Linked DNA regions of Mus musculus: region 1 is linked to region 2. A link is a contact called in public Hi-C data. All regions are on one chromosome and are shown on one strand. Each heading gives the region's core, a stretch centred on a gene start, on an enhancer-like site or on the middle of the called end of the contact. The rest is flanking DNA. Distances are from core to core; before and after follow the strand shown. Region 1 has its middle 95 kb from the start of Gm13218. Region 2 has its middle 13 kb from the start of Gm13218.

Region 1 (6,400 bases), core at 3,332-5,831, 110 kb after region 2:
TATTCTTATTTGCTTAGGACATGTCAATACTCAGGAAAGTATAGGGACCATACATACACAGCTTGTCATAAAGAGTATTAAGAAGGCATATTTAGTATTAAGAACAATTCAAAGCTTAATATATCTTATGCGCCCCCCCATTCACTCGCTGGGAAACCCTTGACTATTTCTGGGGTGTCACTACAAGTCACGACTGAGGTTAAAGAACTGCCGGTGTCTGAGAGATCAAGGTGGCCGAACATCCTACAGAGCGCACACAAACATCTCAGAGAGTATTCTGACCTGAAGGGTAATTTTAGAAACTAGAGAGATAAGTCAGTTGGTAGAGTGATCACCACGTGGGCGTGAGGACCTGAGTCTCGATCCTTGGCATCCACATGGAAAGCCAGCCATGAGAACACACACCCATGAGTCCCACACTGGACAGGCAGAGACAGAGCATCCATGAAGCTCACAAACCAGCCAGTCCAGCCAATCTCTGAGCTTATGCTGAGAGACCCTGTCTCAAAACGTCGGATGAAGAGGAGACATGATTAATGTTATATAAGTATATGTGAAGTTATAAAGGAATGATTTTAAATGTCTTATAAATACAGGGGAGAGAGATGCAAAGGTCAGCAACTCACTCCTATACCCCTTTCCCACGAATTTGTGTGTATACACCACACACACAAACACTGGCTTTTCTTAAAGTATGGATTTAGGCAAGACATCATTTTTTGTGCCTTGATGTTCAGTATCTGCAAAATGGGAGTGATTGTGTGTTATTTGTTCCTCCTTTCTCTCTTCTCTTCCATGGGAGCGGCTAATGAATGTTTGCCAAGTACTTTGAAGATCCTAATTACTGTTATCCCTGGGATATCAGTTTAAGATTGCTTGGCACCAGGGAATCTGGCAGACAGTGAGATACAGGGCAACAGGAGCCAGCCCCATCACCGTGCCTGCTAGTTATCCTTCTCAAAGGGCAGTATCAAGCCCCTGGGCCTCAATTACCCCAAGCCAAATTACTTAAATCAGCTCTAGAATCTGCTGAAGGAAACCCAGAGTTCTCACAATTAAATCATAAGCCTTTCCAAAAGTCAAGGACCCAGGACTTCGGCAGAGGGCCCGAGGAGCCAAAGATGAAGATTCAGAACAATCATAGCATAGAGTGAACATTCAGTGATTGTCTGCTCGTGCTAATTCAGGTAGTGTGTCTAACAAGACCAAGAAGAGCTCAGCTTCAGAGTTGCCAAGGAGATTCAGCACATGAAGACAGTTCCCCAGTGACCACTGTTCAGTGTTCCCTGTAAAACCTGCCCCTGTATGCCTGTGAGGCAGCTCACATGGTTGCTTATGGAGACTAGAGATTAGCCTCTAGTGTGGTTCTGCAGGAGCCGAGCAACATGGTTTTGTGAGACAGGATCTCTGATTTTTACGTGGAACTCACCAGTTCAGCTGGATGGGCTGGTAAGGCATCCTCCCATCTCTGCTTCCCAGCATGGGGATTACAAGGGAACACCAGCATCTCCAGCTTCTTATATGGATGCTGCTGGTTGAACTAGGATTCTCATATGTGCATGGTACGTTCTTTACCAGCTGAGCCATCTCCACAACCCCAAGCATGGCCCTTTTAAAAGATAATGCCTATGGGATTAGAGAGATTGCTCAGCGATTAAGAGCCTGGACTCTCTTGTACGGGATCTGAGTTTAGTTCCCAGCACCAATACCAAGTGGCAAAAAAAAATCTACTATCAGTCCAGCTTCGAGAGACCTGACTCCCTCTTTTGACCTTTGAGGGCACATCTGCTCACATGTTCATATACCAACACATAGACACACATGCACATCCATCATTAAAAAATTCAAATAAATATAAATTCAAGTGTATCTGCTAGATGACTACAAGTTATATTCTCACAAAGTTCTTGGTAACCAGAACTTTACCTTCATCATCCAACAGAAGGGCTCTCAAATTCCTTCCCCTCCCATCACTACATACTGGTCCTGAGTCACACACGGGCTACGTAAGCCATGTGGTGACCCACCTATGAGGGGCCCTGAGCACGCAGGATCATGAGAGCTTTAGTGAACAGAACCAGAAACACAGAGATGTGGTTTCTTACCTCAGTGGAGCTTCCAACTGGCTTGAGAAGTCAGAGGGAAAGGTATGGGAAGGGCTAGCCAGGTACCCCATGATTGGGAAACGGAAATGGGGATAGAGTGTAAAGGAAAGAGTCTACTCTCCCTCTCAGGCCTTTACCAACTGCAAGACCACTCAGACATCAGTTTTGTTGTTGCCCAACTGTATAGCTACAGACTACAAGAGGCACTCACTGATCAAGAGGCACCTGAACTTGAACTTATGTTTCTCAAACCTGAGCCTGAGTGTCTGTGCTTCTAACCAGTTCTCTGCACAGTTCTGATGGAGCCAAGAGGAGGTCTTCACTGACAGCCACGGAATAGGGGGACAATTAGATAATGCTAGAAACACAGCATCCCTTGTGGGAAATCATTTCGGTATGTTAGAAATGCTTTAACTATGTCACTCAACACTTGCCTTTTTGTGTTAAGAGGTGGTGGGACCTTTGGGAAGTCATTGACTCACTGAGGATATCACCCTAAGAAGGCATTAGTGGGGTTCTCATGGGATCCTGAATTAGTTCTAGCAAGCAGCTTGTTTATAAAAGAAGCTTGGTCTTTGCTCGATCCTGTCTCTCTTGCAATATCTCCTTCATCAAGAAAGCTTCCCCAGAGCTGGCTGGATGTTGGACCACACCCTTGAAAGCACAGAACTCTCAGATAAATAAACCTCTTTTTTTTTTTTTTTTAGAAACTACCAAGCCTCTAGTATCTTGATATGGTAGCAGAAATAAGACTGATACAATTATTTAGCCAACCAAAGGCTAATCGGAAGCCTGGGCTTTGGAAGTGAACTTGGGCATTCGCATCCTGTGCAGTTGACATACTTTTTCTAGGTTCTCAACATCAGACACTCAGGAAGTCTCCAAGATCCAGCTCTAACTAGATAGATACACCTTGAACTTCTACTAGGTGCCAGGGGCTCTGTTGCGCTACCCGCCCACTGGAATATTCACGTCATGGTGAGGGGTCAGAGTTCAGTTGGACAAAATAAGAAGGTTTTTCTAACATGACTTAGAGGGAAGGAGATGATCATGGATCTCACAGGAGACTTAACACTCACATATAGCACACAGCCCAAAGTGACCTAGCACAGGAAGGGGTGGAGGCCAGAAAAAGGGACCGACGGTGAAAAACAACTTAAGGCAGAGGGCAGATAAGACACTCTGTGGTTGGCTCCAAACCATAGGAATCGAATCAATTCTGGAAAGTGGTTTCCTCCCAGATCTGCAAGCTTCTTTCTTGTATGTGTGACCAGCATCTTTTACATGTCTGAGCTGCTAAGAAATCACACTGTGCCTCCAGTCCCGTTTTGACATTTGAGATTCCTATTGAATGCACCCTAGAAAAGATATCCTTTCACTCGGGGCAGGAATGAGTTCATCTTTGTGCCGAAGACCAGAGCTACTGTCTGCCAGCAACGTTCCTTTTTATTTCATTTTAATGAGCGAGGCTGAAAAGTAAGTCCCCAGATGAAACTGCCAGGGAAATCCAAGACAGCCGATACAAGTATTAACTCAGTTGAAATGTATTATTAATACTAATGCCTAGCTCTGTTGTAGCATTTTCTGGCTTCAAAGCCATTTACAAACATCAACTAATTAATCCTTACCTCAGCATGATGAGGTCATTAAGTCTCATTATCCCTATTTTACAGAGCGGGAAACTGAGGCACCCAAAGGTTAAACTCCTTGCCCAAGGCCACAGAAACGGTGTACGCTCCGTATTCCAAGCACCTCTTGATTTAGATGCTCAAACTTTTCTCCAAGCTAGGGAAGACACAAACTTTTTCAGCAGTATGAATCATTTCTCTAAAGCCAGCTAGATAGATCCATGGAGAAGGGCCTGGCCCACGCTTTTACGGCACCTTGTTACACAGAATCAAAATTGTATTTTTCTTTAGTGTTTTCCTTCCACATTATTTTGTTTTAAGTGCGCTGACTTCGGGAAAGGGCCAAAGGATTTTAATGATGTATGAAATAAATAATACAAAATAATGGTAATAAAACCTTCTGCCCACACAGAGAGAATACAAGCTTGGTGTTTGGAGTCGAGTTTTCTTTTCCCCCTCTCATGCTACGTCTTGTAGGTCTGCTGCAGCCAAAAACTTCTTTTTATTCTTTTTTTTTTTTTTTTTAGTTTTTCATTGGAACTTAGCAGGCTCAGCCAAAAGGGTGAACTGTATCTCCAGTGCTCTTTCACAAATGCTAGCCTCTTTAGCAGTCCCTCAGACTCCTCACAGATGTCCAGTCCTACCAGAGAGCATCCTTCCTGGTTTTGTTTGCTTTGTCTTTCCCACAGGTGACTGAGCCTTCTCTTGTTCTCTCGTATTTTCAAACATTTTTCTTCTCGACTCTTTACTTCAACAGGAAAGGTGAGGGCTGCCCTTTTCTGGGTGTCCCCACCCTCAGCCTAAAGGTCCTGTGGTTTGTAGTTCCAGTGTTGAGGCAGACTGAAAACCCCAAAGTGTCACGTCACTTTGTCAGAAAGATCCGCAGGTGTTTTTTTGAGGTGGCAAAGGTCTTGGCCTCCCTAGGGCTCCTTCTCACACCTATCTCTACAGCAACTAACAGACATTTGTCCAAATCTCTCCTGGTCTTTTAGTGGCTCACTGATGCCAGATGGAGGAAAATGGGCGAAGAGGCCAAAGCCATGGGACAAAGATCCTAGTCTCACCTCATGAACCACACCAGCCCTATGCCAGAGTTCTTGTATCAGGGTTGGTTACTCTGTTCCCATAAGTGTTGTGAAAGTTCTCTCAGTAAGCTTTTAAACTCCTCACAAATCAAAAGACTACATCATATATATACACACACACACACACACACACACACACACACAATGAAACTTCAACTTGGGCAATTAGATTAGAGAAGCACATTTTGGTGATAAAACTACATAGAAAAGCACAGAAATAATTGCCATTAGGATGGAATGACGGTTTCGATGTGGCGTAGGGAAAGCTCCAGGAATCGCTGCTGAGCAACGTTCTCCTCCAGCCTAGTGTAGTTACATTATTCACCCTGTAGTTCATGTATCGCTGGGTAACACATGTTATATGGGTTTTGTATCTTTTCTACCTTTCATTTTAAATTTTATGTATCACTAGTGTGGGGAACATTTGCACTCCAAGATGTGTGTGTGTAAAGGACAACTTTGTGGGCTCTGTTCTCTTTTTCCATGGACACCAGGATTCTGAGGACCCATCCCATGACTCCAGGCTTGTCCACCATGTGCTTGTTACTCTCTGAGCCATCTCTCTGGCCCATACTTTAGTTTTTGTTTGGAAAATGACTTTAAAAATTACGTAAGTACATTGACCTCATTAGTCATATGTAGGGCTATTTATGTTTGAGTCCTGTGAAAGTTGGTGCTTTTATTTTGCTTTGCTCTTAGTGAAATCTTCTCCATGACCTCCCATTCCATCTGTGCTTGTGAGGGTTCGTAAAGGATAGCCAACGAGGGTTGAGAGTAATCAGCACTGCAGGGCAAGCTGATCTCAGATCAATAAAGAGGTTTTCACCCTCATATCATATCCCATCCTGACAGCCTATGAGTCTAGGAAAAGAAAACATTTCAGGGTGGGTGGAGATTCCTTGCATCTCCTTCTCATCCTTCACATTGCCCCTGGCTCTGGAGGGTCTTCCCTACCCGCACTGATGTTCTTTATCCTTCCTGAATACTTCCTAAGGATGATGTTCATAATCACCACCATAGCAACTAAGTGTTGACCAACCAACCTACACCAGGGACTCATCATCAGTTGTCATGCTTCTGTCACACACTACCCTCTGAGATGTATACAGTATTTGTGCCCCTTGCCTAGGCTGAACTGAGGCACAGTCTTTTGAGGGAGGACACACTCTAGCTGTGGAGTAACAGTTGGGGTTTGTTAAAAGAATGTGCGAATGGCAAATTCTCTGTGTTGAAGTCCTTTCTGTTTATTTGAGGCAGGGTCTCTTGTAGCCCGCATTGGCTGTGAACTGGCTGAGACTGAGGATGGCTTTGAACTCTGTATCCACTTGATCCACCTTTGGAATGCTGCAATTTCAGTCATGTGCATCACCAGGACTAATATGGTGCTAGAGGTTGACTTGAGGGCCCTTAGAATGTTAGGACAGTATTCTCTCAACTGAGCTGCATCTCCACTTTAGATTTTTCTGTTGAATATATCCCACTTGTTCTATTTGCTGTATTAAATCCTGGCTTAATCACCTACAAAGGACCTTCCTCTGAATCCTGATTAGTTTAGCCATCTACAAAGAAAGGGCCTTCCTCT
Region 2 (6,576 bases), core at 539-3,038:
CAATCCTCACTGACACAGGAAGTGTTCCTAAGCAAGAAAAAGAGGATGCTCGGGGGTAAAAAGAAATCCCATATCAAGTGGTCAACCCTGATAACATACATGCAAGTAACAGTGTAAATGGGTTGAACATGTTGTAGTTATGTTTATGAGTGAGTGTGTGTGTGTGTGTAAAGCAATTAAAGAAAAGAGGCCTCTAAAGAGAGCAGGAAGGGATGTTACATGGGAGAGAAAGTTTGGTGGTATATAAGATAGAAGAGATGGGGTAATTATACTATAAACTCAAAAAACAATATTTAAAAAAAAAGATATTCCAGAGGAAACTGAAGAAACCAAGACATATGACATAGTAATAAATTCAGTATGAAGTAAGTAAGTGTGTTTTTTAAGTTTTGATTCAAGCTGAGGGAGTGACTCGGTTGGTATGATCTTTGGCTCATTAGCATGAGGACCAAGTTCCATACCCAGCACCCAACTAAAAAGACGAGTACTGGGGCAAACCAGGAGGATGAGAGAGAGAGAGAGAGAGATTGAGAGAGTTTTCCTCCCACTACAATATGCTCTAACATCTCAAAAATGCAGCGTTTTTATTTCAAGGCTGGATTTCTCCGTAAGGGATCACACAGTGCCACACAGATACTAAGAGTTCCATACCAAATACAGACTCTGGAGCTGTGCCTATTTCTGGCACTGACCATCCAAAACTACACAGGAGACAATATCACTTCTCTAAGTCATGGGTAGATGTGCCCTAAGAGTTAAGGCCATTCTCATTTCAGGAAACACACAAAAAGACACAAAACAAAACAACAAAACAGTCATTCAGAAGAAGGAAAAACTGGAAAAACCACCACTGATGCAACACATACCTTCTAAACCTAACACAAAACACCAGGGCTGACAATATCTTAACCTCTTTTTTAAAAGTACATTACCCACTGGCTTGCCTCAGCATACCAAAAGGTGTTTAAACATTAACACTTTTCCTAGGAAACACACACACACACCTCCGAGTTATCTCTCACCCTCAGCAATTTCTCTCCACCACCCCAACCTGATGTCCAAACTTCTCAAAAACTTTGCAGCTTTGAACATTTTGAGCTAAGCAAAAAACCAAAACAAAACAAAACAAAACAAAACAAAACAAAACAAAACAAAACAAAAATGGTAGCAGGTTTTCCTCTACCATGATTTTTAGGATGTTGCTTTCTATGTCTTCCTGGAAACTTTCTTCACCTCAACTGGATGGGGACAACATTTTCTTTACATTTTAGTGGTTGTGTTTTGGGCTCCATTGACCAAGCCTGAAGGTTAGAAGAACTGATATTGGGGAGTGAACAACAGAATTGCTGACAGAGATCTCACACAGTGGATCTACCTTGAGAGTTCGCCAGCCTGGGCCTGCCAAAATCGAGGGGTAAATGTCAGATAAGGATCTGAGTTCTTGGGTGTTTAACTGAACCAAACCTCCCAACCTTTTTGAGGTTTGCCGATGACTGGTAATTATATTGTCATTTAACAAAAGTATCTGCATTAAACCAGAGATGTGAAGTTAATGGTTAGGTTCACATCCATTACACACACACACACACACGCACACACACGGGCACACACACACACAAGTGAGCATTGACAAAGCACACAGGGTCTGCATGAGGTGGGGAAGGGATGGAAGATGGAAACTAATGTAGGCTAGAGACTATAAATCAGTGGCTAAATGCTACCTGTCAGGTTGGGGAGTTATGCTAATGTGGGGTGTTTTATTTCTTTCCAGTGCAGAGAGGTCAAAGGGAGGAGGCACAGATGTGTAACTTAATGGAAACACTGAGGAAAACCCCAAAGCACAAGATCACCACTGCGCAAATGTTGAAGAAAGTGATTCTATGTAAGGCGGGCTTTTAATCATCTCTGTCAAGGTAGAATCATCTAAGGTAAAGGCCAAGCTTGTGGGTTTCCAGGGAGGCAGCAGAAAGCCTGAGGACTCGCCCTCAGCCTCTGTACCCAGGACCCTTTCTTCGAAGTGCTTTTCATTTTGACTAAAGCAAGTACAGGGTAAAGTGACTTGTCATTTCTCAGTGACTTGTCAGTTCTCTCAGTGGGAAGTGAGTGAGTGAGTACATGGCAGGGTGAGGGGGTGGGCCCAAAACTCCTTCTTATGTGGCATGGAATTGAGTGCAACTTAATCATCCCACTCCCATAATATGTTGCCAATTGGTTGTATGCTAACGGTCAAAATAATAACTTTATAATAATATATGTTGATTTTTTTTAGTATTTTTCTGTGTGTAGTTTGTAGTGTGTGCATGTGTCATGTCTGTGTATATATATGCATGTGCCCATGTTATATGTATTTGTGTGCCTGTGTGCATCTGTGTGTGTGTGTGTGTGTGTTCCTATATGTGTGTTCAAGTGTGTGTGCCTGTGTGTATCTGTGTGTGTATATGTGTGTGTGTTTGTGTATGTGTATATGTGTGTTTGTGTGTGTCTGTGTGCATCTGTGTATGTGCATGTATGTATGCACTCTCACACGTGTGTGTGTGTGTGTGTGTGTGTGTGTGTGTGTACACATTCAACTATGGGTGCCTTTGGAGACCAAAGACAGCTCATATGTGTCTTTCTCACTCTGCACCTAATTTTTTTTTTTTTTTTTTTTTTTACAATAGGGTTTCTCACTGAAATAGGACCTTGCCATTTCTTCAAGGTTGGCAGGTCAGTGAGCTCCCAGGATCTGCTATCTTTGTGCCCTCAGTGCTGTTACCGTGAAGGCTGCTGTGCCCACCTTGTGTATGGGTGCTGGAGATCCAAACTCATGCTTGCAGAGAAAGCACTCTACCCATAGACCTCTACTCCAGCACATAAATATAGAATAAACTTTAAATTAATGTAATTAATATTTCTATGAAAAGTGTGTAAGCAACCTTGCAGTCCTTGTTTTAAAAGATATTGCTGAAAACGTAGTTGATTCTTTTTAATCAGAGCTCAGAACTATCTACCAAGAAGAAAACAGAGGTATGTGGGCTGATCTTTAATCCAAAAGGAAACAAAGATTCTCAGCATCACTACGATAGAGGCTGACCCAGAAGATGACCTCTTAGATGTCATGGATTATAAACACATTCAAACTAGGATCAGAATTCAAAACCAACATGAAAAGAAGTATTAAGTCAAGAGGACCTTGGGAAGAAGAGAGTTGTCATGTTCTCAGTCTGGATAGGACTGGCCCTGACCTCAGCCTCAGATCTGCTTTGGGAGATAAGGACAGAAGTGAAGACCAGAAGGTTACTCCTGCGTGGCTTAATTAGCATCCATCAATGACACTCAAGTCTCCTCGGCCCAGTCCTGACCATCATCTCTAGTGTCCAAGACTAGAAGGGGCACTGCCAACTTCCTAGCAGCTTTTGGAAGTTTGGACTTTGCAATTTGCTAAGTTTGTGTGCCCAAAACCTTAGTGGTTTTGGTGATGCTGAAAACCCCACTGTATCTACCTAACGCCCACTTTGTCAAGTCCAAGTCAACCACAGGCTAGAGCTTCTGCCTCCACCACACATGGATCCTTCCTTCTAGCCACGCCCTAAACACTGACTCTAGGCTGCACAAGTTCCAAGAAGTCTGTGTCCCTGTCCTTTTACACGTCTTGGACTTTCATTGCTACTTCCCTTCACGGCTCTGCACACACATATTCCCATCTCTGCGCCCCCCCTGGATGTGCTCAGATATTCCATCTTAGATGAAACCATTCTAGATCTATATTGCCAGCTAAACACAGAAGACATATTTCAAGAACACAACCTACTGGTTTGTCCCAGCAGAATAATAGATGACTAAATGCTAACTACATATCTAATAGCTTACTTGCCTTTAAATGTAACCGATCTTCTGTCGTCTCTCTGACAGACCAGACTTTTTTTGTATGTATCCAGTTCTATTTTCTCTTTACACCCTTCTCCGTCACCCGACACTAAATGGCTGCCACCGCACCTTCAAAAGGTCACTGAACTTATTGCCCACTTATTTATTTATTTTCTTTGGGAAATGCCAATACAATTCAACGAAGGCACTTCAAGTTACTAAATGCAATGACCTTCACCTCCTTCTCGCTGAGAGTGACACTTGGCTAATGATCTGCTTGGTTGGGTTCGCACAGTGCTTGCTTTAAAGACTCGGGGAGAATGGTAAGCGGGGAGACTGGCTTCTATCACACCCATATCCTCAGAAACCAATCCCCAAAGGCTCCAGCTTTGGCATTAGTAGCCTGACACCCCAGCACGCTTGACAATAAAATCTATTGTGGTGCCAGTCGACAGGGTGGAAGAAATTTGAAAATCTGTCTAGAAATTCAGGAAGCAATGGAATCAATGTAACTGAAGCTCAAAATGATCCCAAGGGTATGTTGTCTTTTAAATAAGAACAATCAGGTTGACTCCAGCAAGGCCCCGTAAAAGTGACTTTTGTGGCAAAGAATAAGCATATCAACTCAATACATCTCTGCAAAACTAGTTCGAAAAAAATCAATTTATAGTTAAACTTAGTAAATATGTCAGAAGTATACATTCTTATGAAGAGAAATGAGAAGATGATTTTTAAAAAATTTCTTCTGATTTCCCCCAAAAATCTAGCTAACATTTTTTGTTCATGTTAAAGTCCTTGCTTTCTGTGGGGTTTATTATCATGGCTTTCTGATAGGTCTTACACATCTAGGAGGTAGGAGGAGGAGGAAGATCAGGTTCAAGGTTATCTTCAAGGCTGGCCAAAGCTGCTCATAAATCAAAGGCCTCATAAAGCAAAACAAACAAACAAAAGCAAGAATGAAAACGGACAAAGAAGCTAAAGCACATGGTTGCCACATAAGCCAGAAACTTCTAGAACAGCGCTTCTCAGCCTTCCTAATGCTGCAGCCCTTTAACACAGCTCCTCGTGTGGTGACCCCCAACCATAAAAACTGTGTTGCTACATCCTAACTGTAACTGTGCTCCTGCTATGAATCCTAATGTGAAGACCTGATATGCAGCCTCTGAGAAAGCTGCGAGCCACAGCTTGGGAACTGCTCTACAATGTCTTTAGCCTGTGTCTCTAACGTGGCACGCAGGATGCATAGACACGGGACTCAATGACTTTCTACTGATGTTTTAAAAATTAGCCCCGGATTAAGTATCTCCCATTTTTGAAAGAAAATGAAGTTATTCAAAAGCATAACTCAAAAAAATGTGAGAAAGAGATTATTGGCTGGAGTCTAATGACATATGTACTTAGTCTGGGAAGGATGACTGACTTTCTCAGGAATGTGTGGTACCAGGTACATCTTGGATCTCAACAACAACAACAACAACAAAAACTATAGCCAAAAAAGACTGAATTTCATAGTAATGCAAATGGAGTTACTTCCTTAACTTATAAAAATGTAGAAATGTTAAAAAATATCCCAGAAACAATAACAAAGGCAGTACAGACAGCACGTGACCTTGAGAGTTAATGTCCTTAATGACATTGCCAAAACTGAATGTGTCTTTAGTGTGAAGAGATAATTAAGGATTAAGTGGGACTCCAGTGTTCTTCCATTCCAGTAACATACCGTGTCACTGACTAAGCCTAGGAACAATTATAAAGAGCTGGGTGTTGTGCATATGGTTGTCATCCCAGCCTTGGGAAGCTGAAAGCGTGAGGATCATGAGTTCAAAGCCAGCCTAAGCTATCAAGCCTACCTCAAAGAACCAATTTAAATATGTGTGTCTATGGAAACGGAAATGGAGAACAATGTAAAAACTGGGGCCACGGGGACAGTTAAGGGAATAACCACAAAACTTCAAAAGGAAGAAACTAAGACAGTAGAAGACTAGGACATGGAAGAGTTATGAGAGCCTAAAAACTCTCCCTAGAGAAACTACTGAGACACTTGTTCCTCAGTCCTTTGAAACAGTAATTCCTAGGTTTATGATATTAATGAACTGTCCCTCTGTCCTTAGAGCTCATATGTTAACTTCTAAGGAGATTAACTTGAGAGAACCTGAAAACATGAGTAATACATGTTTATTTGGTTGGTTGGTTTTGTTTTGTTTTTGCTTTTCCCATTGTTTCTGGCAGTGCTGGGAGTTGAATTTAGGGTCTCATGCATGCTAGGCTCTACCACTGAGCCCCAGCTAACAAACAAAAGGAGAGTCAGAAATCTGGGCCACTCACCTGGTTGGGTTCTAACCATTTGTATAATTTAAGACCCTGCTAAGCCTTTATCATATCTGTGCCCATGCCTCTAAAATGTCTGGCCTTCAAAGGGCTACTGTGAAACAGTAGTAGCACATGAATTGTATGCCATCCCTATGCTATTGTTAGAATAACAGCTAGACCAGACAAAGGCATAACTAGATAGAAATTTCAAATGTTCTCATCAAAGGAAAGCACGTTTTCTATACTCACACTACATTTAGCTTACTCTACAAACACTGAGCACATAACCACACTGCACAAATCTATCAATACCGTCGGTTCATTATGACATTCAACATTTTTTTTCATAAAACAGAAAGTCACCATCAAGAACCAGAATATACTACAAAGGAGTGGAATACAATTAGATGAAATCAATGC

The links. A called contact is a pair of places that touch in the nucleus more often than the background predicts.
Region 1: a Hi-C map of Th2 cells shows a contact between it and region 2, with 2.2 times the contacts expected there. The contact joins two enhancer-like sites. A contact is called at or near these places in 1 of 15 datasets of contacts at CTCF or cohesin (CD8 T cells), 4 of 484 Hi-C or Micro-C datasets (CD4 T cells, Th2 cells and epidermal suprabasal cells) and 5 of 115 datasets of contacts at active chromatin or transcription factors (CD8 T cells, Th17 cells, memory CD8 T cells and 2 more).

What each region holds. Positions count from the first base shown.
Region 1 is chr2:9,685,145-9,691,544 of GRCm38.p6, forward strand. No RefSeq gene overlaps it. Among named protein-coding and RNA genes, the nearest start is that of Gm13218, 95 kb to the left of the region's middle. Within about 2 kb of position 4,582, at least 27 of the 459 cell types and tissues checked have an H3K27ac peak or open chromatin away from gene starts, as enhancers often do. A contact at or near this core is called in CD8 T cells, Th17 cells, Th2 cells and 1 more, where this site is marked.
Region 2 is chr2:9,576,248-9,582,823 of GRCm38.p6, forward strand. No RefSeq gene overlaps it. Among named protein-coding and RNA genes, the nearest start is that of Gm13218, 13 kb to the right of the region's middle. Within about 2 kb of position 1,789, at least 15 of the 459 cell types and tissues checked have an H3K27ac peak or open chromatin away from gene starts, as enhancers often do. A contact at or near this core is called in CD8 T cells, Th17 cells, Th2 cells and 1 more, where this site is marked.